Linked DNA regions of Mus musculus: all the other regions are linked to region 4. A link is a contact called in public Hi-C and HiChIP or PLAC-seq data. All regions are on one chromosome and are shown on one strand. The core of a region is the stretch at or near the end of the contact, and the rest is flanking DNA. Distances in the headings are between cores, read along the strand shown. Region 1 has its middle 120 kb from the start of Gm40048. Region 2 overlaps Cog6 (component of oligomeric golgi complex 6). Region 3 overlaps Gm2447 (predicted gene 2447). Region 4 holds the start of Rab33b (RAB33B, member RAS oncogene family). Region 5 has its middle 43 kb from the start of Gm30292.

What was found. Hi-C and Micro-C count contacts between places; a contact is called where the count stands out from the background. HiChIP or PLAC-seq counts read pairs in DNA pulled down with a chosen protein or histone mark.
Region 1: an H3K4me3 HiChIP or PLAC-seq map of pro-B cells shows a contact between it and region 4, with 4 times the contacts expected there. The contact joins the enhancer-like site here to the promoter of Rab33b in region 4. A contact is called at or near these places in 3 of 39 promoter capture datasets (the 3T3-L1 cell line, cranial neural crest and pre-B cells) and 2 of 115 datasets of contacts at active chromatin or transcription factors (large pre-B cells and pro-B cells).
Region 2: a contact with region 4 is called in an H3K27ac HiChIP or PLAC-seq map of the NIH/3T3 cell line, with 5 times the contacts expected there. The contact joins the enhancer-like site here to the promoter of Rab33b in region 4. A contact is called at or near these places in 11 of 39 promoter capture datasets (the 3T3-L1 cell line, the C10 cell line, the HPC-7 cell line and 7 more), 1 of 15 datasets of contacts at CTCF or cohesin (large pre-B cells), 5 of 484 Hi-C or Micro-C datasets (B cells, cerebellum, cerebral cortex and 2 more) and 11 of 115 datasets of contacts at active chromatin or transcription factors (the NIH/3T3 cell line, astrocytes, differentiating embryonic stem cells and 8 more).
Region 3: a Hi-C map of muscle stem cells shows a contact between it and region 4, with 4 times the contacts expected there. The contact joins the enhancer-like site here to the promoter of Rab33b in region 4. A contact is called at or near these places in 5 of 39 promoter capture datasets (frontonasal cranial neural crest, hippocampal neurons, liver and 1 more), 1 of 484 Hi-C or Micro-C datasets (muscle stem cells) and 2 of 115 datasets of contacts at active chromatin or transcription factors (embryonic hindbrain and large pre-B cells).
Region 5: a contact with region 4 is called in an H3K4me3 HiChIP or PLAC-seq map of pro-B cells, with 6 times the contacts expected there. The contact joins the enhancer-like site here to the promoter of Rab33b in region 4. A contact is called at or near these places in 10 of 39 promoter capture datasets (the 3T3-L1 cell line, 3T3-L1-derived adipocytes, the C10 cell line and 6 more) and 3 of 115 datasets of contacts at active chromatin or transcription factors (large pre-B cells, pro-B cells and stem cell-derived neural progenitor cells).

What each region holds. Positions count from the first base shown.
Region 1 is chr3:53,276,842-53,279,541 of GRCm38.p6, reverse strand. No RefSeq gene overlaps it. Among named protein-coding and RNA genes, the nearest start is that of Gm40048, 120 kb to the left of the region's middle. Within about 2 kb of position 1,356, at least 14 of the 459 cell types and tissues checked have an H3K27ac peak or open chromatin away from gene starts, as enhancers often do. A contact at or near this core is called in pre-B cells and pro-B cells, where this site is marked.
Region 2 is chr3:52,982,573-52,985,272 of GRCm38.p6, reverse strand. It overlaps Cog6 (component of oligomeric golgi complex 6), which reads left to right. Exons shown (of 19, transcript NM_026225.3): 19 at 2,082-2,700. The coding sequence ends at 2,229. Among named protein-coding and RNA genes, the nearest start is that of Gm30402, 26 kb to the right of the region's middle. Within about 2 kb of position 1,267, at least 70 of the 459 cell types and tissues checked have an H3K27ac peak or open chromatin away from gene starts, as enhancers often do. A contact at or near this core is called in the NIH/3T3 cell line, astrocytes, cortical neurons and 2 more, where this site is marked.
Region 3 is chr3:52,762,932-52,765,631 of GRCm38.p6, reverse strand. All of the region lies in intron 1 of Gm2447 (predicted gene 2447), which reads right to left. Among named protein-coding and RNA genes, the nearest start is that of Gm2447, 25 kb to the right of the region's middle. Within about 2 kb of position 1,276, at least 20 of the 459 cell types and tissues checked have an H3K27ac peak or open chromatin away from gene starts, as enhancers often do. A contact at or near this core is called in muscle stem cells, where this site is marked.
Region 4 is chr3:51,482,534-51,485,233 of GRCm38.p6, reverse strand. Rab33b (RAB33B, member RAS oncogene family) reads right to left here and starts at 1,268. Exons shown (of 2, transcript NM_016858.2): 1 at 654-1,268. The coding sequence starts at 902.
Region 5 is chr3:52,839,101-52,841,800 of GRCm38.p6, reverse strand. No RefSeq gene overlaps it. Among named protein-coding and RNA genes, the nearest start is that of Gm30292, 43 kb to the right of the region's middle. Within about 2 kb of position 1,435, at least 56 of the 459 cell types and tissues checked have an H3K27ac peak or open chromatin away from gene starts, as enhancers often do. A contact at or near this core is called in pro-B cells, where this site is marked.

The DNA.
Region 1 (2,700 bases), core at 107-2,606, 1.8 Mb before region 4:
CTGAGCCATCTCTCTAGCCCCTTATGTATACTTCTATATGAGTACTGCACCAGTCCAACTGAACTATCTAATTAGCGAGGCCATCCCCAGGGACCTCCTTGCTGGGCTCACCAGAAAAGCATACTTCTTTCTGCTCTGTAGGAAAGAAAGCTAATCTTCTTTGTCTAGCACTAAATGCTCGTACCCCAGGGAAGGCACTGTGGCTTAGACTCCAAATTCCAAATGACAAATCATACTTAAAGACATTGATTTCCTTTGCTGGGAAGTTTTATGACCTTCTGCATGTGCTTCATCCTCACCGCGAGTTTGCTTATTGAATTATGCTCATGGCTATTTTTCTTGCCGAATTATTTCTTTAAAAAAAAAAATCCTCTCAACAAGGTACCACTTCATCCCTAGTCTTGTGTAGTCATAGGCCAAGCTTTTCAGCAATAAAAGGTGAGCAACTACTGTGAATAGAGCCGCAGATTTTAAAGCAGAGGGACCACAGACTGTATCCTGAGGGAAGGAGGAGGGTGCTGATCTTCAGGGTTTAATCCAAGGGTACTGGACTACAGCGGATCTCTTCTCCTTCTGTTAATCCCGAGATTCTTCTCTGGTCCCCCATGCTTGACTTGATCTTCATGTTATTTAAGTGTCCACCTAGCAAATGTTAAGGGAAAGAGATGTTATCAAAGGGGAGGAGTTATGAGAAGGGTCTAGTGGACATTTGAGGAATGGGCACCACAGGAAGTCTGCATCAGTTAATGCTGGAACAGCTCTGACATGCTCAGCAGAAGCTATGAGGTTTCCTGGTCGCTTCCAAGGCCTTGGTGGGAGAGGCCAGCCCCTATGCCCAGGAACACTGGCATTGCTAAGAGTATCAGACAGAAGGGACTCTGGCTGCCTAGAGAGACCAAGCATTACCGACCCCAGATAAATTAAGCTCTAGCCTGAACTCTGCTTTTGGATCCCCTTGCTCCAGTCTCTTCCAGCTGTACCCACACACACACGGGGTAGGGGTAGAATTCCAAGGTATCCAGTTATACCATGTTTCTCTAACCACGTTCCTGGGAACATAAAAGTCCCTGTTGGACATTCTAAAGGTTCATATCGCTGTCAGATCAGCAAAAGGGCAGCCTATCTTTAGTCTTGAATTGCCAAGTGGTGGCTGTTTGCAGGACAGGAAGAGTGTGGTTTGAAGAAAGCTTGGAAATGTAGGCTGAGGTGTATCACACTTGCACATTTGCAAACTTGTACACTTGCACACTTGCACATGTGATATTGCAGTAACGGATAGCACTGAGGGCGGGAAGAACTCAGCTCTAACCCTGTGTACCATGGAGAACTGTCTATCAGTTGACATCTGTTGAGACAGGCATCATGGGTCACTGGGCAGGAAGTAGTTTCTTAGACTTCCAGAAAGGCTTTATGCACCAGTGGATACAGAAGAAAAGAAAATCATTATTATAAAAACCACTTAGCCTTTAGTAAGTGCCACACTTTGTGTTGAGACCTTTCTACATATTTTATTTCATTTACTTCACTGTTATATATAACAAATAGGATTGCTACAGTTTTACAAACAAAGCAGTCAAGACTGAGAGCAGATGAGTAATCTCTCCTTGTTAACAGATTGTGAGGGGAGACCTGGGATTTTAATCTCAAATCAGTGAACTCTCTCACCATGTTATCTCCTCATTTGCAGGTGCAAATTATGGTGCTCTGAAATAGAAACAAAGATCTCAAAATACATTTAAAAAAAGAGGACACGAAATAATCAGGAACTATCAAAGAAAATAAATGGCTTAGAAGTGGGAGGGACAAGACAGAGGTCGGAGCTTTTAAGTGATTCAAAATCCAATTACTCTGTCAATTGTACAGGTCTCTCTCACACAGCTACACCACAGAATCAAAGAAGGTCTACCTTTCAGACATCCATGAACTGTTGCCAATGAATGACTTAGTTCCAAGGAGGAGTTACTTTCTTTCTTTTCCTTCCTCTTTATGATCTAAATGTAGTTTATTTGTGAGTGGCCCTTGCGATGGATTCATGACCCAGTCTTCATAGCTGGGGTTGTTCCTTCAATGTCATCTACAGGATTATGCCACTGAGAATCTGAATTGTAACAATCAGACAAATCAAGGAAGCCAGGCATAAAAGTCTGGCTGAGAATTTTTGAAGCAAAAAACAAATTTAACCAGAAAATGTTGTTGGTTCTGATATTTGTTATCCACAGTGCTGTGCTTAAGGGTACCACAGTAAAAACAAATCAGATAGTTTGTTCTCTCAGAGTTCCTAGTTTTGTGACAAGGAACAAATTGAAAAATATAACTACTCTTTCCAGCCAACACCTAGCACTGGGCATCTCTCAGGGCAGCCGGCAGAAGTGCCACATGACTAAGGTAAGAGAAAGCCCTATCACAGGAATGGAAAGTATGAGCTGGGATGGCCTGTCCCTCAGGATATACATGCAGTCTGAGTTCCAGAAAGCAAGAAGGAGTACTGTGCCCTGAGATGGAACTTGGGGAACTTTTCCTAGGGCTATGCGTGTTTTACTTACAAAGCAAAGATTATTAATATTGTCTACCATGCACCCCATAACGAGCCGGTCTGCACCAAGACCCTGGTGAACAATTGCATTGTGCTTACTGATGGCACACAGTACTGACAGTGGTACCAGTCACACTATGCACTGACCCTGGGCTGCAAGCAAGGGG
Region 2 (2,700 bases), core at 18-2,517, 1.5 Mb before region 4:
GGGAAGCGTGTGTTTCCAAATGAACATGCAGAGGTGTATATATGATTTAAGAGCTATTTTAGTTTTAGATTCAAATTTTTTTATATTTATTAAAAGTAAAAGCATGGGCTTAGTGAAATAATTGGTTTTTGTTTTGTGGGGGTTATTTTCTTTATTTTGGTTTGAAGGAAGTGGGGTGTGTTTTTCTTGGAGCTAGCAACTATATTCATTATCTGTATAAACAAATAACCTGTATAAACAAAACTAAACAAGTTCTTAATTAAGTAAAGGAAAGCAAACATGATAGAATAACTTCTGGAAACTTATCTGCAGAAAAGCAACTATAGCCTGGACAGTGCTCAGGAGACCCCAGGAAGTAGGATAAAGATGGGTTGTTGGAGTCCTGAGCTCACACTAAATACCATGCTAATCTTGAACTCAGCTCACTGACTTCCTAGCAGAACTCACTGCTTTGAAGGATGACTGGGAGCGTCGTACATGAAGACATGAGTCCATCCAGAACTGTAGGAACACCCAGGACTGCTTAGGAACAGGAAACGTGAACCCAAAAGAGAAAAATGATCAGTTAATAGAAACAGAGCCACAGCTGATGTGTGTGCCATGAGCAGATATTTACAGCGAGCCTTGGAAACGTGTCTGTGCACTAAAGGAAAGCATCAGTACACCGAGAGAATAAGGAAGGAAGGAAGTTACAGCCTGCTGCACTTAGACCTGGAAAGTACACTATCTAAAATACAACATCCATCCCTCCTGAGGGACCAGGCAGGGCTTATTAATGCGAGAAGTTTCTCCAGATGCCATGCGAGATGTGGATCAGCATGCTTAACAGTAAGAAAGCCTGGACAGAGAAGTTGCACAGGGCACTCCAGTGTCCTCAGATCACCAAAAGCTTGATCACTGTCATATGATACCTTATTACCATAAGAGAAGCATCTTAGGGCAGCCAGAGGGAAGAGCAGTACTTACTTACAGGAGATGACTTTGGGTTGGAGACACTGCAGGTAGAAGACAGTGTTGTCTTTAGCAAGCTGAATGAGTGTGTTCATGAACTGTGTGGACCTCGGGGCTCAATGGTAGAGAATTTTCTGAGGGTCTGGGCAAACCCTGGCTTCAACTCCTAGCCCCAGTAAAAGCAAACTGTATTGTCTGCATAGCCCTTAATTGTTGAAGTTTTTCTCCTGGTGTGCATTGGATTGCACCCTAGGAAAGCTCACTCTCAGTGATCTCAGAACCTGAATGTGGAGAGAAGCTATTTTTAGGACCAGTAGGTTTGTGGCAATGCTGCGGGTTGTTAGGCAACGAGAATCCTAAGTACTGAGTAACAAGCTCCCTGATTCTAGAAGCAAGCAATTCATTTGTTAGCTCAGTGCTTTAAATAACTGTTTCAAATACAACCAGTTTACAGAGCATGGTTAATAAGAATGGTTTCTCTGTGTACTTCCTTACTGATCTGTACTAAGAGTTTTGAAATTTTGACACTTGTAACTGGGTAAACGATTTCTTAATGTTCAGCATTTTGAAGGACATAAGAAGTTGGTAGGAACGTGAAGATGATCGACCCTTAGTTCACTCACTTTTCTCATGGCAAATTAGCTCCGGGGTTATTCTATTACTCTGTGACTTACAGTGTGGCTCATTTATAAAGTCCTCTCTAACGTTTTGCTGTGTTGGGGAGCTTGTAAGTCTTGGAGAACAGCCTGGTCTTTTGGGTTTCACTTACAAGGCCCCACAAGAGAAACTGCTTCAAGAGATGAACCTTTACGTGACTCTACTCTTTGGAGATTAAATGTATTTTTCTTCGCTCATTTTTTTTTTAGCTTGTTTCAGCAGATGTAAGCCCATTCTAAGTGCAGGCACATCTATATGTGGGGCACTGTTCTGTTCCTCATGGCCAAGCACTGGGTAAAATGCAGCCCCTGGCTCAGGAGGGTGCATGTGACGACGGAGACTTTAATAAACAGTAAACACTGCCCACTAGTAGGAACTGGGCAGCGTGGGGCTGAAGCATGACATCATCCAGATGTGTGTGCTTGCGGTTGCTGGGCTTCTGTTATCTTCTGGTTGTGTTTGCTCATCCATAGGGAGCAGATTATAAAGCAGTCTACAGAGCTCGTCTGCAGAGCCTACGCGGAAGTGCATGCAGCCGTGATGAATCCAGACAACGCATACAAAGATCCAGAGAGCATCCTTCATAGGTCACCTGAGCAGGTGAAGACACTGCTCTCTTGATGATGTCGATGGCATTTGCAGATAATTGCTGCCTGGCAATGACACCAAGGGTGGTTAGGGTTTTTAATCTATGAGTCTTTACTTTGAAGATTGAGAATTAATAGTTTTCCTAGTATGCGGTTGTAGGTCAATTTCTTTCATTCTCAGCTAACATGGAGGTAAATCAATATTGACTTGAATCTGTAGGGAGCAATGTTCTCTTGCCCATTAGCTGCCTCTGCATAGCAGTGTAAAGGTCCCCGTGATTTGGGATTATAAATAGAGGCATAAAGTCAGCTGGGAGTTTCGGGATTAAGTACGATGACTTGTAAGTTCTGTGTAACATCTAAACCACAGCTTTATTGGCAATGAGCGTCCGCTTATGGAAGGTCCCGCTGCTTTCCTCTAATTGAATAGCTTCTTGAACCTAGCCCATGTTTCTGATCCCAAAATAGGTGTTGATGGGTTTGATGGGGAGAGAAACATTCAGGC
Region 3 (2,700 bases), core at 27-2,526, 1.3 Mb before region 4:
TAGGCTCCGCTGTATAATAAAGGTAGCTGAATGCGAGCCTTGGAGCAAGCTAGTGCACACTGCTCCTTCATGGTTTCTGCCCCCCTTCCTGCTTGAGCTCCTGCTCTGATTTTCTTCAAGAGTGGATTGCATCCTGGAAGTCCAAGATGAAATGAAATAAACCCTTTCTTCCTCAACTTGCTTTTGATCATGTTGCTTATCACTGCAACAGAAAGCAAACCTGGACACCCTCCCATCATCTGAGTCCTCCAACTCCCCCACCCCCACCATTGTCTGTGCTCCTGAGTATAGAGGCAAAGATTAATTAAAGTAACAGTTCACTTGACCCCTGGAGGAATTTATGAGTTGCTATGGTTCCCTAGTGTCTCCTTCTCCAAGGATGCTAGCCAGCTTTTTGTGACATGATGCTCATCTTCAGCCTGACTATTATATGTATCATAAACACACCAACCAGCTTCTAAAGGTGTCTCAGATGCACACAAATGGGTTTAACAAGAAAGTGTCCGTCAGCTTCAATACTTTCATTACAGTCAGCCGTAGCTGTCATGTGCAGATTTACCTGGGCTTTGACAGTATCTATGGAAAACACATCTGTAATTGAACAAATATGAACTTTTTTCTTTCCTTTTTTCATCATACAATATACACATACATGACAGCTAATATTCCCATAGTATTTACATTTGATTGTGCACTCTAAGTAATACAAACATTATTTAAAGTCTAGGGAGAGTGTGTGTAGGTTATATGCAACTACTGTGCCATTTTATATAAGTAATTTAAGACCCACCTTAGAATTTGATGTTGGAGCAGGATCCTGGAACACATCTCTCAGGACCCAATGGACAGCTTGGCTTTCAGAACAAAATGATATTGTTTTCATACTTTTCTTACATACCATCTAAAGTGCCACAAGTGTACTGACAACACTGAAACGCACCCCTATGAGGAAATAGTTTTCTCATTTCACAGAGACTCAGAGATTGACCATCATCACACCATTAGGATATGCCAGAGTTGGGACACGAGCCTACCGTCTTACGGCTTAATTATTATGCTATTTAAGACAGGAGGGCATGATTTCCTGTGGACACAGGCTCTGGTGCACCCAATGGACTTCTGAGAGTTTGGGAGGATGACTCTCTGGTGACATAAGGACCTGCCTATAACAGGACAAATAATTTGAGAAAATAAGGCCTTGGGAGGCATGGCTTAGTGAGCAGCCAGCTTGGCTTGACTTCTACAGACAGTGACTCAGCAGGCCACTGGGCCTCTCTAGCTTCATGGTCACTGACTTTATCATGACATACTGGAGTTCATGTCTCCTGGGGTTGAGAACAGAGCTGAGCACTGGCTGGCTAACAGAATCATTGAACATCCCTGAACGGAGGTCCCTCACAGTTAAAGGACATAAACGTAAACAGAAGATTTACCGTTAGCCCATTTGTCACGGAGACTTGATAACCACGGGAAGAAATCCCTCTTAAGGTTTTCTTGAAAACGGTTGCTTTTCCTCACTTGGCAGTGGCTGTCGTCTCTGCTTAGTCTTCGTCTCCCCAGTATTTGGTAAATAATTCATATTTTTTTTTATCAAGTCGCTGTGGCACCTCGCTGTGTCATACATACTTCAGCTCTGAACCTTCCAGCTGCTATCCCTACCTTCTCTTCAAGCTTCTGTAGGGGAGGTGCCAGCGTGCAGTTGTGGCCAGAGCTTCTAGCACTGCACACTGAGTAGCTGAGCCTTGGCTTGCCTGTCCCAATCATTGTCATCTGCACTGACACCCCTCCTCACAGCTTGGACATGTGTCGACAAGGCTCTGGCTGTGAGCCTGCTTTCCTCATAGAGGTCCAGTGCCTGCAATAACTGGATTTTTCTCTTGTGGTGGAGAGTAATTGGGTTAAACTCAGCAACATTTGATTCTGACTTACAAATGGCCTGATCTAGTTTGGGCCTCTGTGAACTCCAGGCGGGAATGAGCAGACAGTTAGACAGATGTCCTCTGGCTGTCCTGTGGCAATTTCAGTGCACACTCAGGAGACATCACATGGAAATTTCTGGAGGGAGGCAGGGTTTGTGGGCTTAGGATGTAAGGCGAGCGTCTGGGAGGCTCAAAAGAGGAGGAAGCAATGCTTGATCATATCACAGTTCGAACTTATGGCCGTGCAAACGTTTTCATAGGAATAGATGGAAACACAGACATTCAGTGACACCTGCAAATGCAGACTTAGGAGGTACTGTGTGGGAGGGCATGTCAGGTAATATCGGCGAGCAGAAAAAAAGAGGTTTGCTCTGGTGTGCCACCGCCGCCCGGCTAGTACCTCTGTTTTATAATCCCACAAGGTCAGCACGGAAACAGAAAGATGTTCCAGTGCTAAGAGCATCTGGAAATTCAACCCTGCTGAAGATTGCTTCCTCCTCTGACCAGCAAGACCTATGTGCCTCCACTCTGGAGGACTCCTTGTGAGTTGCTGGCTGGAGAGCCAGTGAGATGTCCAATTGTGAGGAACGCTTTAACTAGTCACCCACAGTCTGCCAGACGTAAAAAACTATCTTGACATTTTTAAGATCATACTCGACAGTCAGGCACCAGAGGTTGGTAGGGTAAAGTGATTGTCCTGTCAACAAGCTTGGATTAGGTGTGTCTGTCCACGTGGTAACAGAGCAGGAGAGGGTCGTGGGTGGACACCCCTCGCATTCTC
Region 4 (2,700 bases), core at 19-2,518:
AAAAGAATTCCTAGATATAACGGAGGTTTTGTTGTTGTTGTTGTTGTTGTTGTTGTTAAATTGGGGTGTTTGAGGTTTGTTTGGTTGAGACAGGGTTTCTCTGTGTATTCTGTCTATCCAGGAGAGCCCTGTCTATCCTGGAACTAATTAGACCACGCTGATCTCAAACACAGAGATCCTGGTCTCTGTGAGAGTGCTGAGATTTAAGAAGTGTTCCCCCAGGCCCGACTTATAACGGAATTTTCTATGCTTGAAAAATTTCTGAGTTTCTTCCGGTTATACCCCACCACCACCACCACCCAGATTCCCAGCCCAAAACTCTCACTCAAGCAATGGGGGTGGGAGTGGGGGGGTGACCGCCCCCTACACCTCTGTCACTCAAAGTGTGGTCGGTCCACAGACTCATTGCATGTGCGTTATAGGGGAGCTTATCAAATCAGAACGTGCTTTTTTGAAAAACAAGAAGTCCCAGGTAAACCTGATGTACATTAGAGGTGGAGGAACAATGCCTCAGAAGTTTGATAGATACAAACACACTTTCCCACGCCATGGGGCGCACCGCACACTCCTGCCCAGACCCAGGGTGAGGTCCCGACACCTGCCAAGAAGGAGCGGCACTCCGCTGAGACAGCGTCCCCGCCCCACCGGCTCACCTTGATGCGCTCTCCATCAATATCCACGGCTCGCTCTCGGAAGTCCACCCCGATCGTGGCCTCGGTGCGGTCGGGGAAGCGGCCGGCGCAGAAGCGGTAAGTCAGGCACGTCTTGCCCACGTTCGAGTCGCCGATCACTATGATCTTGAAGATGCGGGAGCGGGCGGGAGGCAAACACCCAGACGCCCCTGACACCGCACAGCTGGACGAGAAGCTGACCTCCAGCGACGACTCCATCTCCGAAGTCATCCTCCCGCCCCGCCCCGAGCTGAGCCGGAGCACAGAAGCCGCGGGAATGACGCCACGCCAGCGACAGCGCTCCCTAGCAGTGACAAACGACGCCCAACTCCCCACAGCCCGCGGGCACCGCGGCGCGCGTGCGCGAGCAGCCCCTGCCCACCCAGGTGTGGCGCCCCGCTAAGGCCCCGGCGCACGCGCAGTAGGCCTCCGCCAGTCGGTGCGGTGTACCTGGAAAGATGCGTCGGCGCTCCCTGGCTGGACTGCGGCTCAGAAGGTCCGCCCGAGGGACCTCTATGTGCCGCGCTCCAGCCTTCTGACCGCCTCGCCACGTCCGAGGTTCCCGAGCTCTGGAGGAAGCTGCGCAGCCCCCGGGGGCGGGGAGAGAGAGAGAGACAGCGGAGAGGAAGGAGGCGCGGCCCGGCTGTGGTCTCGCGAGAGGCGGCGGCGCAGTGGCGTCGTGGCCGCCTGGTCGCAGCCGGGGTTGGGGCTTGGAGTTGGGCTCTGAGCATCCCCTGTGCTCACCGCTTCCTCCGGGCCTCCGTGGAGCGGGGCGGAACGGCGTGGGCAGGAGGGTGAGAGGCTACTCAGCTCCTGAACCTGATCTTGGCCGTAGAGACTCTCCTCTACCTCTGCCTTCCCGGTGCTGCAATGAAAAGTGTACACTACCACGACCCGCTCAGTTTGTTTTGTAAAAGAGACAAATTGTTTTCGGCTGGTTTGAGCAACACAAGTCTTAAATCTCTGTGATTCTCTTCAACTCCATAGAGTTCCAGGACAGCCAGGTCTCCTTGAGGCAGGATCTCTCAGTCAAACCCAGAGCTCATTCCATAGAGCTAGTCTTGGTAGCTAACTTGCTCTGGGGATTCTGTCTCCATCTTCCAAGGTAGGAATTACAGGAGGTCTTCCATGCCTGCTCAGCATTGCCTTGGGTTCTGGGGATCCAAATTTAGAACCATCTCCTTATTCCCTTCTTTCCTATCCAGCCCCCCCCCCCCAGGATTTTCATATTGTAGCTAAAGCTGGCCTAGAACCTCACTGTGTATCCAGGCTGGCTCTGATTTTTGTGGGAATCCTGTCTTAGTCTCCTGAATACTAGGGTTACAGGTGTGAGACTATGCCTGGCTGAATGTTACCATTGGTTTAAAATTAAAAATAAGTACCACTTAAGCTGAATGTAATACCACATGCCTATAATCCCAGTACTGAGAAGGCTGGAACAGTATGTTAGTGGTTACATGGAGACGTTTTGGAGTCAACTCTGAAGGATCTGACATGTTAACTTTGTAAGTCAACAAGTTCCAGTGCCAGTTGATGAACTGTCAATGAAACTCCTAGGTGAGAAAGAAAAGGCACCTTCTCAGAGAGGCAGAGTATACCCCATTCCCCAAGTGATGCCATGAGGCCAAGGTGATGTCTGTCCGATGTAAGTGGTAGCATTACAGGAAATGCTCTGCAGGAAACGGGTATTTCATAAATGGTCTCTGAATCTGTCCAGCTTCATCCAGAAGAGTGATGGTGCCTTTTCTCATCCTGGAGACCAAACAAGACTCCCCCTAGAACAAGAAGAAAAAAATATTTTTTATCACGCAAAAAACGATTGCTATACAAATATCCCTAGAAAAGAGCCCAGGAAGAAAGCTGTTGATCACTTTGCCTGAATTTACAGACATGAGACAAATGAGAATTAACCTCCATTAAATGGTTAATAGTTCATGAGATAATTTCACCATCTGTGTGCAGTGTTGGCAGCATTTTTCCTAGGAGGACTGAGATTTCCCGCATTCTTTGAATGCTTAGTAATTGGGCT
Region 5 (2,700 bases), core at 186-2,685, 1.4 Mb before region 4:
AAGATAAAGTTTAAGTGCACAGCACATTCTGCCTCAAGATGCCACCATTTTCAGTGGCATAGATAGTTATATTCCAAAGCCATTGGTGCTGCACAAAGGCCTCTGAGAAGGACAGGGAGGTAGCAGGAAAGGGACAAAAAGACCAGACCCAAAAGGTCTGGGCAGGAAACTGTGGAGACCTGAGGGCTCATTAGGGAAGCTTTGAGCTTCTTCCAAGGTGAGGAGAAGCCTCCCAGAGCTGTGGTTAGCTGCCGACTGTTTCACAGGAGGGCTCTTTTGAAGCTTTCCAACAAACTGCTGGGAGCTGGCTTCCTCCTGCTTACACACTTTACTCTCTTCTTTATCGCCATACTTTGTATCGAATATCGCCACATTCCCAGGTGCATGGCACTTCCACCCAAGTCCCCATACCTCTCTTCTTCAAATGATTTAGTTACTGAAATCTGTGGTCCCATCTCCTTGGACTCATTAGGTAGCTTGATAATATTTTTACATGCAGGCCGGGAAGAAAAATAAAAACTTCTCAATTTTCAAATAATTTTTATTTATTATCAGACACAAAATAGTGTACTTTAGAATCCTAGGGTCTTTGGGGATTGGTAGCCAGAGTCTTGATTTTGTTATAAAGGATATTATGTATCAGTATTGGGTAATAGTGCAGCTTTCTTGACCAGTGAAGAGGAAAGAGGACAATTCCTTATTGCAGGAGGCTGTCTGAAGTACCAGAATGCTATACCAGAATTTTAAAAGGCACAGGGTAGGCATTTTAAGCACAGGGAAGCCCCTACCTCTCAAAATATAAAATAATGTTTTTAACCATAGTGGTAATTCCATATGATGGACTTTGTTAAACGTAAAACCACTAATATATATGAAAACACAATTTATCAAATTTTACCGACTAGTAAATTACAGGTTGTATTGACTCACTATTTGAAGCACTAATGGAATAAGGGAAGCTAAAAGCTGTCTTTTCATTGGCTGGGTGGCTGGTCTTCAACAGCTGGGCGACCAGTGTGGTAAACAGGAAGCCATCTCCATGGTAATGGGCAATTCAACTTAACTTTTTAACACGCTAAGAGGTAATTACTTTTTTTTTTTTTAATTTCCATTTTTAAAACGTTTGGAGTTCATGACAACAGTGAGGACCCGAGGGTCAGGCATTTCCTGGTCGTTAGTGAAGCTGACTTTAGCTGACTTTAGGTCACTAAGAATTAAACGTTGTGACCCCCCTCCCCTTTTTTTTAATGAAAAGTGAACTGTGATTTTTTTTTTTTCTCTTTCTCTCCTCTTCCTGAAGTCTGCAACACAAATAAATGACAGAATTTTATGCTCACACACATGGTGTTTTGATTTCCTGCAGATGATAAGATCAGGGTGGAGGACCGATAACCACAGGGTGTAGGAGGGTGGGGCTCAGGCAGGCCCACATTAAAGCCACAGGTGGGTCCCTGACAGATGAGAAGATGAACCAGGGCTGAAGAGGCCAGCCAAGACGGTGAGTTCTGCTGAGACAACCTGGAAGGAGAAGATGGGCGGTCTCAGGGCAGAGGAGAATTCTGTTGGAGGCCGAGCTCTGCCAGGGACTTCTAGAATACACTACAGAGCCTGTATCCTAGGCAGCTGCCTGGGTGTGGTCCCCCTCTAACACCCACATTTTCTCTTCCCTACCTTAATAATCTATGCACTTCAAAATTCCAGGCAAGTCTGCATTCATAGGCTGTCTTGAGAACAAGAAATAAGAACAAATGAAGTCAGTGTCCACAGTAGCAAACCACAGTCCAGCTCTCTGCAGGCAGCGCTTGCTCTTCAACAGCCTGTCGCTGTCAAAGGTAGCTAGAGTCTGCCTAGCGTTGAGTCTCCGCAACACTGTAGCAACCCTCTTCGCCTTTCCCACGCTACAGCCTGCTCCCATTAGCCATCAGTGAGTGTACAGCCAAGCAGAGAAGACAGATGAGACTCTCCAGCAGCCTAGGGCAAAGTCTTGGGAAGTCCCCAGGTCCAAGAGTTGGATGGACCCAGAGAAGCTTCAGGGTGCAACAAGTGCATTTCTACTGACTATAGTCTTTCCTGGTCCAGAACCCATGTCCAAAAGGTTCTGGCAACACAGGAAGGAGAAGAAAGATTCTGATAAAAATGAGTTGCCCACAGGGTATACACAGAAGTCTCGGGGGTCGTTGATGCTTTTCCGGGAGCCATCTGATGACTACAGCTTCAGACAAGAGTGCTGTCCATTCTTATAGTCAGTATTTAAATATTCAGTACTTTAAACAGAAATACTTCTATTGATTTTATTTTGAGCTATTTTATGATTTTATTTTTGAGACAATGTATCACTCACTCTGTAGCCCAGGCTGCCCTTAAGCTTTCAGTCTTTCTGTCCCAGCTGCCAGAACACTGGGATTACAGGTTTTCCTTAAACCCAATTAGCGCGCAGAAGTCCTGGATGCTGGAGGGAGGATGGATGCCATGACAGAATGTCTCAGGAGCTAGGCTAGCCTGCAGGGATGTAGACTGCTTCCACAGGCTCAAAATGATTCTACCTCCGTTTCTGCAAGAGTTTTGTGACCACGGACCCCGTTGATCATGTGCACACAGATGCCTTAAAGCTGTTCAGACCAGGATCTTATTCAAATCTGATATTAGAAGCTGTTCTTTCTTAGCCCCACCCCCATCATCAATCAGTTCATCTGTACATAG